Linked DNA regions of Mus musculus: region 2 is linked to region 1. The links are chromatin contacts, called in public promoter capture Hi-C maps. All regions are on one chromosome and are shown on one strand. The core of a region is the stretch at or near the end of the contact, and the rest is flanking DNA. Distances in the headings are between cores, read along the strand shown.

What was found. Promoter capture Hi-C pulls out the DNA fragments that hold promoters and counts their contacts.
Region 2: a promoter capture Hi-C map of frontonasal cranial neural crest shows a contact between it and region 1. The contact joins the promoter of Terf1 here to the promoter of Pcmtd1 in region 1. A contact is called at or near these places in 1 of 39 promoter capture datasets (frontonasal cranial neural crest) and 1 of 484 Hi-C or Micro-C datasets (CD4 T cells).

Annotation. Positions count from the first base shown.
Region 1 is chr1:7,085,404-7,091,232 of GRCm38.p6, forward strand. Pcmtd1 (protein-L-isoaspartate (D-aspartate) O-methyltransferase domain containing 1) reads left to right here and starts at 3,517. Exons shown (of 6, transcript NM_183028.3): 1 at 3,517-3,813.
Region 2 is chr1:15,802,368-15,808,196 of GRCm38.p6, forward strand. Terf1 (telomeric repeat binding factor 1) reads left to right here and starts at 3,279. Exons shown (of 10, transcript NM_009352.3): 1 at 3,279-3,590; 2 at 5,274-5,369. The coding sequence starts at 3,311.

The DNA of each region.
Region 1 (5,829 bases), core at 2,267-4,766:
AGTTTGGAGCTGTGATGAAAGGATGTACCATCTAGTGATTGCCATATCCATGGATCCATCGTATAATCAGCTCCCAATCCCTGACACCATTGCATACACTAGCAAGATTTTGCTGAAAGGACCCAGATATAGCTGTCTCTTGTGAGTCTATGCCTGGGCCTAGCAAACACATAAGTGGATGCTCACAGTCTATTGGATGGATCACAGGGCCCCCAATGGAGGAGCTAGAGAAAGTACCCAAGGAGCTAAAGGGAACTGCAACCCTATAGGTGAAACAACAATATGAACTAACCAGTAGCCCAGAGCTCCTGTCTCTAGCTGCATATGTATCAAAAGATGGCCTTGTTGGCTGTCACTGGAAAGAGAGGCCCATTGGACTTGCAAACTTTATATGCCCCAGTACAGGGGAACACCAGGGCCAAAATGGGAGAGTGGGTGGGTAGGGGAGTGGGCGGTGTGGGTATGGCGGCCTTTTGGGATAGCATTGGAAATGTAAATGAGGAAAATACCTAATAAAAAAATTTAAAAAAAAAAAGAGAGAGAGCAGGCTGAGCAAGCAGGAGAGACATGCCAGTAAAGAACATCCCTCCGTGGCCTCTGCATCAGCTCCTGCTTCCTGACCTGCTTGAGTTCCAGTCCTGACATCCTTGGTGATGAACAGCAGTATGAAAGTGTAAGCTGAATAAACCCTTTCCTCCCCAACTGCTTCTTGGTCATGATGTTTGTGCAGGAATAGAAACCCTGACTATGACAGATGTCTTATGAATTAAATGACAGAATAGTTCCTCTTCCCCGTTTTGGGTGCAATGGGGTGGGGTGTTTTAGGTTGAGTCTCACACAGCTTCTGCATGCTTTAAATTCACCATGTAGGCAGGAATGTCCTTGAACTTTTTAAAAGGAGTTTTTTTTTTTTTCTTTTTTTGAGATTTTTTATGTTAATGTGCTTGAGTGGCTTCCTGAATTTTTGTGGGCACATCAATGCCCTCTGTTCCTGTGGAAGACAGAAGATGGTTTCATATCCCCTAGGATGGAAATAATAGATGGTTGTGAGCAGCCTTATGAGTGCTGGGAATTGAACCAAGGTCATTTGGGAGAGATAGTAGTGCTCTCCTTCCTTCCTCCCTTCCTGTTTTCAGACAGGTTCTCTTTCTATAATCTTAGCTGTCCTGGAACTTGATATAGCCCAGGCTCTCCTTGGACTCATAGAGACCCACTTGACTGTTTGCACTCTGGTCCTGTTACTTTCATCTCTCTAGTGCTGGGATGAAAGACCACTAGGCTGAACATTTGTGATATTCTGCCTGCGTGGTTTTATGAACAGAGTGCCAGGCCTGTACTATACTGTGTTATTTTCTGCTTAGTAATAAAGTAGAAGTCACTTGGTATGAAGAATAAAAGTGTTGCTAGTGTTCCCAGGACCAGGCTTACTCCAACAGTGGATGGAGAATGCCAAGAACAAATTGCCTGCAGGCTATATAAAGTCTAAAATCTTTACATAAATCTGGATGATGAAACAACTTAAAAATTGACCAATATAACAAAGACAAGTATCATCGGTGTAGCACAGCATTAAAATTTGGAAGCAGTTTGGTACTCAGTATCCAGCCTTCCCAGATTATGAAGTTGTGGGAGGATATATAAGAAATGACAGGTGCAAAGGCAAGACGTGGGGCATAATTAGAAACATGGGTAGGTGGCAGGTACCAGGTGTATACACAGAAGTTATTACATGATTCTTTCCAGTTTAGCTGCTGTAGAAGAGAAACCCCTGGTCCTGTTTTATAAACACAGTACTTAGCATCCCTCTTATTAAACATCATCATTTTTGCACACCTCTAATCTCAGCCCTTGAAGGTGAAGAGAAGAAAAATAAAGCTGTGTTTAGCTCTTATTCAATAGAAAAAAAGGCCTACATAAAAAAAGTCCCAGCCGGGCGGTGGTGGTGCACGCCTTTAATCCTAGCACTTGGGAGGCAGAGGCAAGCAGATTTCTGAATTCGAGGCCAGCCTGGTCTACAAAGTGAGTTCCAAGACAGCCAGGGCTATACAGAGAAACCCTGTCTTAAAAAATCAAACCAAAACAAAACAAACAAAAAAAATTCCCATAGGGACTGAAATGAAAGAAAAAGAAAACCAAAATGTTTTCTAGTGTCTCACTGTTATTTTAAAACAGGTGAAGTGGAACTCATCTGTGATTTCTCAGAAGGCTGAGGCTCGGAGGATTTCACATTTGAGGACAGCCTGGAGATTCTGTTAAAACTCCCAAACCTTCCTAATTTATCATGTGATTTATTATGTTTATGGTAAGATGTATATATATATATATATATTTTTTTTTTTTTTTTGAGACAGTCTCATATAACCCAGGCTGACCTCAAATGAAGTATCTGCAGATAACTTTGGACTACTGATCTCTGCTGTCACCTGCGGAGCTTTTGGGATTACCACCCTGAGCCGTTACATCCACTCGATAAAATATTTTCACCTGCTAAAATTTCTGCCTAGAGTATCAGAAACCGAACCCCCAAAGACTGTTATGTGATCCCATCCTGTCCAGGGGTGCTTTGGTTCTAGGAGAGACACAAAGATAGGACTAAGGAATCCGGCCCACAGCCTCAGTCTAAGGGCTAAAAGGCCACCAAATCTAACTTCGTACTTGAGACATAAAGGTGAGCTGAAAGTCAGACCATCGCATAAGTTAACTTTGTTCCAGTTTTCAAGTGATTGGAAGCTCTCATTTTACTACTCTGTTCTTAAACACTTTACACAAGGTTACTGTAGGTGACAGCAACCTAGGCCTCAAGACCTTTTGTTTTCCTGATAGGGACTTGATATATGTATGTAGTACAGGCAGACTTTGAGCATCCCAAGTGCTGGGGTTACAAGCCAGTGCCACCACATCTGGAACGTGCATTTGGTTACAAATTACAGCATTGGGAAAGCAGTGTCTTTTTATGTGCTGGAAACAAACAAACAAACAAAAAATACAGTCCCAAAGTAGGAATCGACATGTTTACTGCGGAGGACTACAGATGTAGATGCTCCCCCTTGCTTCTGACCCTCGCCACTTCTCAACAAGCACTCCTTCCCGACACCGACACAGGCAGGGGCTTCGGCGTGGACCAAGAAGGCGTCAGCTGCGCCTGCACAGGGGGCGACGCATGCACCGCCGCCAGTCATTGGGTGCGCGCCGGGTCTGCAGGCATCCTCCCCATCACCCGATACAGAGACCCGCGGAGAGGCTGGAGATGAAGTGGCCTCGTAGATCCAGTCGGCAAAACGCCGACCGGAGGCGGAGCTGGGGACGGACTGAGTCACCAGACCCTGCGCTCCCGAGCTACGCAGCACACAAACAAAACAGCGACAGAATAGGAGGAGCCCCAGCTCTCGCGGCATCCGCGGGAGCTGCCAGCCGCTTGGGCAAGCCTCGCGTTGTTTGGTTAAGGGGCAGGGCGTTCAGCGAGAGGGCGGAGTCCAACCCAGCTGAGGGTGGGGGTGTTCCCAGGCCCCGTTGATTGGCATCTTTCTTCGGAGGGCGCCCCGCGCACGCGCAGCTCCCAGGAGGCGGTGGCGACTAGGGCAGTCCAGCTGCCCGGGTCCCGGGTTGCGGGTCGGGCTCCGCCCTCCCGCGTCGGCGCTGGCGGACGCTGTGCCGGGCCAGTCGGCTGTCTCTGCGGCGCTCCGCCCGCCGCCGGTCCGCCGCTGCTTTGGCCTGGAGGGCTCCCGCCTACGCAGGCTCGTGACGCGGGGGCTGGGACGGGGCTTCAGGGACTGAGCGGGCGCTGCCGCTGTGTGAGCGTCTTCTGCGCCTTCGGTAAGTGCGGTCCGCGTCCGCTGCTTTGGCATTTTAGACACCAGCCGGGAGAACGGATGGAGAGAGACAGGGCGAGCTGTTTTGCAGAGCCAAGGTGTTTTACAGCTTATTGCTTTTATGCGTGTTCTTTTAAAATCGTGAAACCACAGCTGTGCGTTTACAAATCTGAAGAATTTGGGTACAGAAGGAGGAGGAGGAATGCTCTTAGAAATGGAGCTAAAGTACTGCGTGCTCTGTAAGAAAAAAAAAAAAAGCTGCCAAACAATGAAGACACAAGACTCCTGCCCTCTTTCTGTCCTGGACCTCAACCCCAATATTTACGCTCCCACTACTCAGAGTAACCCGATCCCAAGTGTATGTATGCATCCAGCCTTTCAGGATTTTGTCGGTGCAAGTGAGGAGTGTGTTTATAGACGAAAATTAAAGTCCTATATAGAATATAGATTTTTGGGCCAGTAGTATACGGAACTCTCCACTCTTTTTTTTAAAAACATACTTTATTGTTAAATGTTACTGTTTAGCATGGGCTTCACACTTTCAGTAGCGAGTCAGTTAAAAGCTTATTGTATGTTTTGTGATTTGCGACGCAGTTCTATAGCTCAAGCTGAGATAGAGCCCCCTGTGCTGTGGAAGCTGACCTTGAACTCTTAGCTTCTGCCTCCACCTCCCGAGTGCTAGGATCAAACAGGAGCTGTTGTGCCTGGCCTACGTGCCAGTATTTTGCAACTTAATATATTGACTTTCACAGTATCTAAGGCCACATGCGATACTTTCATATGAAACAGGTTGCTAGTCTTTGCTTAGACCTCAGAGTTTACATGAGAGGGAATGACTGCCTAAAGATTACACAAAGTTTACTTTTTCTTTATGTCATAAAGTTTAAATACCATATGGTTAGATAGCAGCATTTAATTCTTTAAACTCTAGGAGGCTACTTTTGATGAAACTCGTAGAAAGTCACCATTTAGAAATTTTGTACTCAAATAAGAAAAAAAAAAAACCCACCACGGATTAAATATTTTGCAAGGTGAACCCTAGGGAGAAGTCTGAAAGTGGAAGAAAAGTGGTTCTGCACGCATTATTGTGCTAATCTTGCTAGCTTCCAAGGGAAACAGTCTACTAAAGTAATCATAGGCAACCGTCTTATTCCAAACAGGCCTGTCCTTAAAATCATAGACACAATTGTGCACATTTATTTAGGAATCGAACTTAAAAGACTTGAAGAGATCTATGGTATTTTCGTTGTTTTTGTCAACAATATGCTGGTACTTTTTTGTTTTTAAATAAAAGCCTAAGTAGTGTCTTCCTGCTTCTGTGGTCAGTCAGCTCAGGCCTGGAGTGCCTGACTAAGCGCCTGCTCTGCTTTTCTGGGTGGGCTGAGTACCTGAACTGCATTTATGGCCCTGCCTTGTCCTCCTGAATGGAAACTGCCTTATCAAAAATATCGAAAATAAGTGTAGGAAACTATCCTGGTGTCGTTTTCGATGAGGTTTCTGGTGGTTTCATATTAAAATAGCTGAAACACTGTAAATTGAAAAGAATACAAAGTAGACAAAATTAAACTTTGCTTATTGCATGGGAATTAAAAATGTGTTACTGGGGTTTGTGCCTTATAGTATATAATACTTTCATTTTCTGGCAGGTGTGACTAACTGTAGTTTAAGGAACTATGACCAGTAGTGAGTTCAAATAAAGTGTGATCAAATTATGCATTTGAGGAGAAACCCATGTATAGTTAAAGATTTGAGCAGTTCTTGTTTGCTCAGGATAACAAGGTAGGTGTTAAGTATCTGCCATTCATTATCTCTTACTCTGTATTGGATGTCTCATATTGGTGCACACGAAAATATTTCAGCCCAGAAAAATATTTTCAACAGACTAACTTTCAGTTATAGAAGTGGGAAGAGTTGGGAATGTGCTAAGTGTGTTCAGAAATTAAAAGCAATGGCTGGAGTTGGAGCTCCTGGCATGTCTGAGGCTCTCCGTGATTCCTGCTAAAAACAGTCCTTTGCCTGA
Region 2 (5,829 bases), core at 2,029-4,528, 8.7 Mb after region 1:
TAAAGGCATGTATAGTCCTACTTTAAAGATCTAGACTAGAAATGGATCTACCTACTTCAATTAAAGCAGAAATCCCTGACATGTGTATCCTCCAGATGGAGTCAAGTTGACAACCAAGAATAACCCACATGTGTGCGTAATGTACACCAAGAATGGCCATCATGTGTGTGAAATGTACCATCTTTCATGGATCTTTCTAATAAAATACTGGCAAAGAAAACAAGAAAGTATCAATACTGTCAGTCTTGATCCCAGCACCTAAATAAACACACCTATGTTAGCACTTAGCGATAAGTACAATATAACTAATTCAGATGAGATCCAAATGGAGTGTTCAAGATGTCATCAGAATAAAGTAAATTTGGATAGAAATCCATGATTGAAGAACCATCAATCAGAGCAAGTGACAAGCATAAAGTAGCTGTCTCAGGAACAACCTTGGACCATGTGAGGAATAGCCAGAAGGTCAGGCAACTCCACTGGATTATACACCTTTATTAATCAATTAGGTATGAAGGGCAAGGGGTCTTAGTGTTTTACTGCTGTGAACGGACACCATGACCAAGGCAACTCTTTTAAGGACAACATTTATAATTGGGGCTGGCTTACAGGTTCAGAGGTTCAGTCCAGTATGATCAAGGTGAGAGCATGACAACACCCAAACAGGCATGGTGCAGGAGATACTAAGAGTTCTACATCTTCACCTGAAGGCCTCTAGAATACTGGCTCCCACGTGGTTAGGAAGAGTGTCTCATTGCCCACCCCGCCAATGACACACTTCCTCCAAGAAAGCCACACCTACTCCAACAAGGCCATACCTCCTAATAGTGCCACTTCCCTGGGCCAAGAATAATCAAACCACCACACAAGGTTTACACAACAAAAGCTGGTATACATGAGGATTTGTAGCTGGGCAGAAGAGAGGTAGTGGGGCTGAAGGTCCTGGACTTGGAGTCTCTAGAGAGACCATGAGGAGAGGAGGGAAAGACAGAAGAAGTCGCCATGGGGTAAGTGGAAAGTGGATCGTGATTGCATGGCCATGAAGGCCAGAGTGATGAAGTAGGAACAGAGCAGGCAGAACAGAACGTGGCCAATGATATCTCTGGGGTTATTGACAGGAAAGTAGACATATCACATAGAAAGTCGATATCTGCGTAGCTCTAGTGCTTAAAGGCTTATTATAAATATATAGGTTTTGAGTAATTTATTTGGGAACTAAATGATCAAATGTGGGGTACTGTTGGGAACTAAAAGGGGGCCCTGGGGAAGAAGGGGAAGGGAAAAGGCCCACACCCCGTCGGAGTTCCATCTAGTCTCTGGTCAGTCAGGTGTGGTAGGGCTGCTAACTACCTTCCACTCATCCCTGGGTGAACATTCCTCTATCCCACTCTTCAGGGCATAGCTCAGGGGCAGCCCTACCTGGGATTCCCGGAGCTACCTTGCTAAAGCCCCGGGGTTATAGGAGAGAGGGATGAGGGAAGAGGTTCCCAACACCTGCAAGAGTGCACGCAGCCTTGATGAGCAGAGACTCTCTATGGTTTAAGAGCTTTATTATAGAAATGCAGGAGAAAGAGAGAAGAGAGAGGGGGGGGGGCGGGCTAGAGAGAAAGAGAGTAAGAGGGAGAGAGGAGAGGAGACGAGACGAGAAAACAGAGAGGAGAGAGGAGAGAAGACAAAGAGAGGAGAGATGGTGAGAGTGAGGGGTAAGAGGGAGACAAGAGTAAGCAGTAAGAGCGTAACAGCCCTTTTTATGTTCTTTACTGTTGTTAGGTAACTGGGGAGGAGTTGAGCCTGAAGGTCAAAAGCTAGGGCCATTGCCTACGTGACTACTGAACATGCTTCTCTTGTGGGGGCTGTGTGTGTGTGTGTGGGGGGGGGGGCGGTAACTTAGGCAGGAGCCAGAGTTCCAGGAGCATGAGGGAACGCCTACTGTGTCATGAAGGTGCATTATGACCATCGGGGTTAAGACCTCAGCTCAACTGGAGACCAACCTGCAATTCCCCACAGGGTAGAACCCCCAAATAATATTTACTGCAACACCATCTCTAGAGCCTGGGGGTAATATGCCCTCATGGTCATGAAAGACCCACAATGTGAGGGCTCCCCCACGTTCTGACTCAGGAGAGGCGACACCCCAAAATCACCCACAAGAAACGGGTCTTGCTGCAAATTGCAAGAGGATTTTTTATTCAAGAGCGCTCTCGGGCCCATGGTCATACACCACGCAGGGGTAGAGGACCGTGGCGCCCCAGTAGCTGGGTAAGGGGGTATTTAAAGGAAGAAACCGAAACTCAAGGAAGTGGGGAGGGCGTTGTTGGAAGATACCAAAGATACCAGTTAAGAGTCACAAGGAAGTGTAAAGTTAATAGAGTCACAAGGAATACCTGGTAATTGTTAACTCTCAAGACAGCTTCTAAGAGCCCCTAACAATAGCACATTTGCATTGCAGGTTCTGGTAATGGCCAGGGTGACTTTCTTTGAATGAGCACTCTTTGAACCCAGGAAGCGGGTGGGTAGAGGAATGTCGCTATCTCTTTTATGATTAGCATACCTTTACAAAGGCCACATTCCCAAGCCTGGGCCTAAAGGCCTAGAATTCTGTTTTTACGTTGTTATACTTTCATTCAATGCAAACATTGTACAGTAATAGTGATCAAAATGTGGTCCTGGGACTAACAGTCTCAGCATTCATGGGGAACTGACTAGACTTGCGAATTCCAGGGTCAGCACCATCCTACCCGCTCACCCCAGGCAGAACTTTAGTGAAAAATCAGAGCCCAGCAATTTCAGCTTTAATAACCCCGGATTTCAATAAAATGAACACATAGGGTAGAAAGACAGTGTGATTACAGTGTAACAGGGTTAAATGCTCATGTTTATGGCGACAAGTTAAAATTTCTGGTGCTGCTGCTGCCATAACGCTCAAGTGCTCCAGGCTGGCCTAGACTTTGTAGTTGAAGATGGCCCTAATTCCTAATCTTCCTGTCTCCACCTCCTGAGTGCTGCTGGGATTATAGACGCGCAGTGCCATGCAGTCAAAATCTGCAGTCAAAAACCTCTCGGTTTTAACTACCCTGTTTCCAGCGCAGATTGCATTTTTTAAAATGTATCTTAGCCTATCATCCAGAAGCTACACTATCCAAAACGCCTGGGCTCGGATCGACAAGGAATTTAGCAGTTCTCAGCCAATCGGAAGCCAAGCTCCAGCCACTAGCCCACCCTAGCGATGCGATTGGCTGACTTCCACGCCCACCGCGAGCAAATCAGCGCACGGCGCCAGCTGAGGCACGGCGAGCGCTTTCGGTTTAACATGGCGGAGACGGTCTCCTCAGCGGCCCGGGACGCGCCGAGCCGTGAGGGCTGGACAGATTCGGATTCTCCAGAGCAGGAGGAGGTGGGAGACGACGCGGAGCTGCTCCAGTGCCAGCTTCAGCTGGGGACCCCGAGAGAGATGGAGAACGCGGAGCTTGTGGCTGAGGTGGAGGCCGTGGCTGCGGGCTGGATGCTCGACTTCCTCTGCCTGTCTCTGTGCCGAGCCTTCCGTGACGGCCGCTCCGAGGACTTTCGTCGTACTCGTGACAGCGCCGAGGGTGAGTGCGGGCTCCCGGGCCGGAGGCTGCGTCGCGGCCGAGACCTGCTTGCCCCGCACACACCGGGGCGGGATCCCAGGCGGGAGACGGCGCGAAACCGGCCGCTTCCTGTTTGCTGGAAGTCCTGGCTCCCGCCCCCACGCCTTCCGCGTCCCCTGGACAGAATGTTTGTTTGTTTGTTTTAAAGGGAGCCAGCCCAGTTGCTACCGCTGCTTCTGGAGCCAAACTCTAACAGATGAATATAGAAACATTTAAGAAGGGCCGGGATGCGGCTGCCAAGGGAGGTAGTACAGCTTGTCAATGCTTATCTTGCAAGCCAGGGAACCTGCGTTTGATCCCCAGAGCCTATGCCATACACATATACTTACAGCGCTGGGAAGACCGGTGACTAGGGCTCACTGACCCCTGGCCCAACCCAATTTGGCAAGCTTTAGGCCAGTGGAAGGCCAAAAACAAAGGCCTGGGGAGGAAGGATTTTTAAACTCCAGGGGATCAAATTTCCGTCTTTTGGCCTCAACGGGCACTGTATACACATGTTACACAGACAGACGTGCAGGTAAAATACCCATATTCATAAAATAAAAATAAATGAATCTTTTGTTTAAATGTTTAAAAAGTTTGACAGTGCCTGAAAACTCAGACCCAAGTTTGTCTTCTGGCCTGTGTGTTGGTGAGAGACATCCAGGAATATGGTTGGCTTACCAGTGTACATATTCACTGCCAAGTGTATCTTTGTGTTTGTTCAAACACGCCTTTAATCCCAGCACTTGGGAGGCAGAGGCAGGCGGATTTCTGAGTTCCAGGCCAGCCTGGTCTACAAAGTGAGTTCCAGGACAGCCAGGTCTATACAGAGAAACCCTGTCCCGAAAAGCCAACCAACCAAACAAAAAAGAAATAAATGTTATAAAGTTGATTATGAATTGAACAAGTTCAATGGAAACCTTTACATATGTATACTACTTCCTAAAATACAAAGAACTTCATGGTATAAATTGCAAAGTAGTGATTTGATACATTTTATAATTTAGATGTGAATCTTGGTAAAAACAATTTTGAGTATCTGTTTCACATTTGAGTTATGGTTTGTTAGAACAGTAATATTACAACTTTTTAAAGATTTTTAAAAAATTAATTCGAATCTACAGTTCTAAATTTATGATCAGTTTTTGTTGAGTATTATATTAGGGTTCTCTTGAGTAACAACTTTTTAAGAATCCAGTAATGTTCGGTCTATGATGCTTGATATCGCCAGTATATGCCAGAATCCCAAAGTCGACTCCACTGTCAGTGAAGGAATGGACTTGCTCCTGAGAGTGGGAGTAAGTGGGGAGAGGGAGAGCGTCCCTCTTCCATGTCCTCTATAAAGGCTTCCACCAGAAGGCGAGGCCCAGATTGGAGGTGAGTTGTTCCTCCTCAAAAGATCTGGATTAAACATTTGTCTCCCACTCCAAAGTCCCAATTAGAAGCAGAATTCCCACTTCAGGTGATCCAGGTAAGCAAAAAATAACTCTCAGATGTACCCAGCCATTTTTAGGTTTTAGTTAAATCTATATGTAGTCGAGAACTAAGAATAACCATTCCTGTTTATAAACTAATATTTAACACTGTATTGTGTCTACACAGTAGGTGTACTAGTTTGTGATAATATTTTAATAAAAGGTTTTTAAATTTTTTTTTTTTTAGCTATTATTCATGGACTACACAGACTTACAGCTTACCAATTGAAAACTGTGTATATATGTCAGTTTTTGACAAGAGTTGCATCTGGAAAGGCCCTTGGTAAGTATAAATTTTTTATTTTATATTTAGAAATCTTTTAACTTATTTATAAATATAACACATGGGAAACTGATAATCATATTTTCCTGTTTTAGGCGTTGAGAAAGTTTGCTTACCTGCATCTGTCATACACATAAGCATATCTAAAGCAAGCAAATATAATTTTATCTTTCTAGAACAGTGACTCTCAAACTTTAGCCTGCCTCAGATTATGTTTTAAAGAGTGTCTTAAAACAGTAGGGTCATTCTGCCTCACTATGAATTTAGCTCCCAGGTGATTCAGATGTAGCGGGAGGACTACATTTTATAGACTGCTGGACACTCGGGGGTGAAGTTTTCTTATATAGCTTAGTAATGACAGCAATTACATATACAATGTTTACTGGCAGCTATTTAAACTTGATGCTGGTCCTTATACAAAAGAACATGGTTTGTAGCTGTAATCTGTCTCCCTTATTTC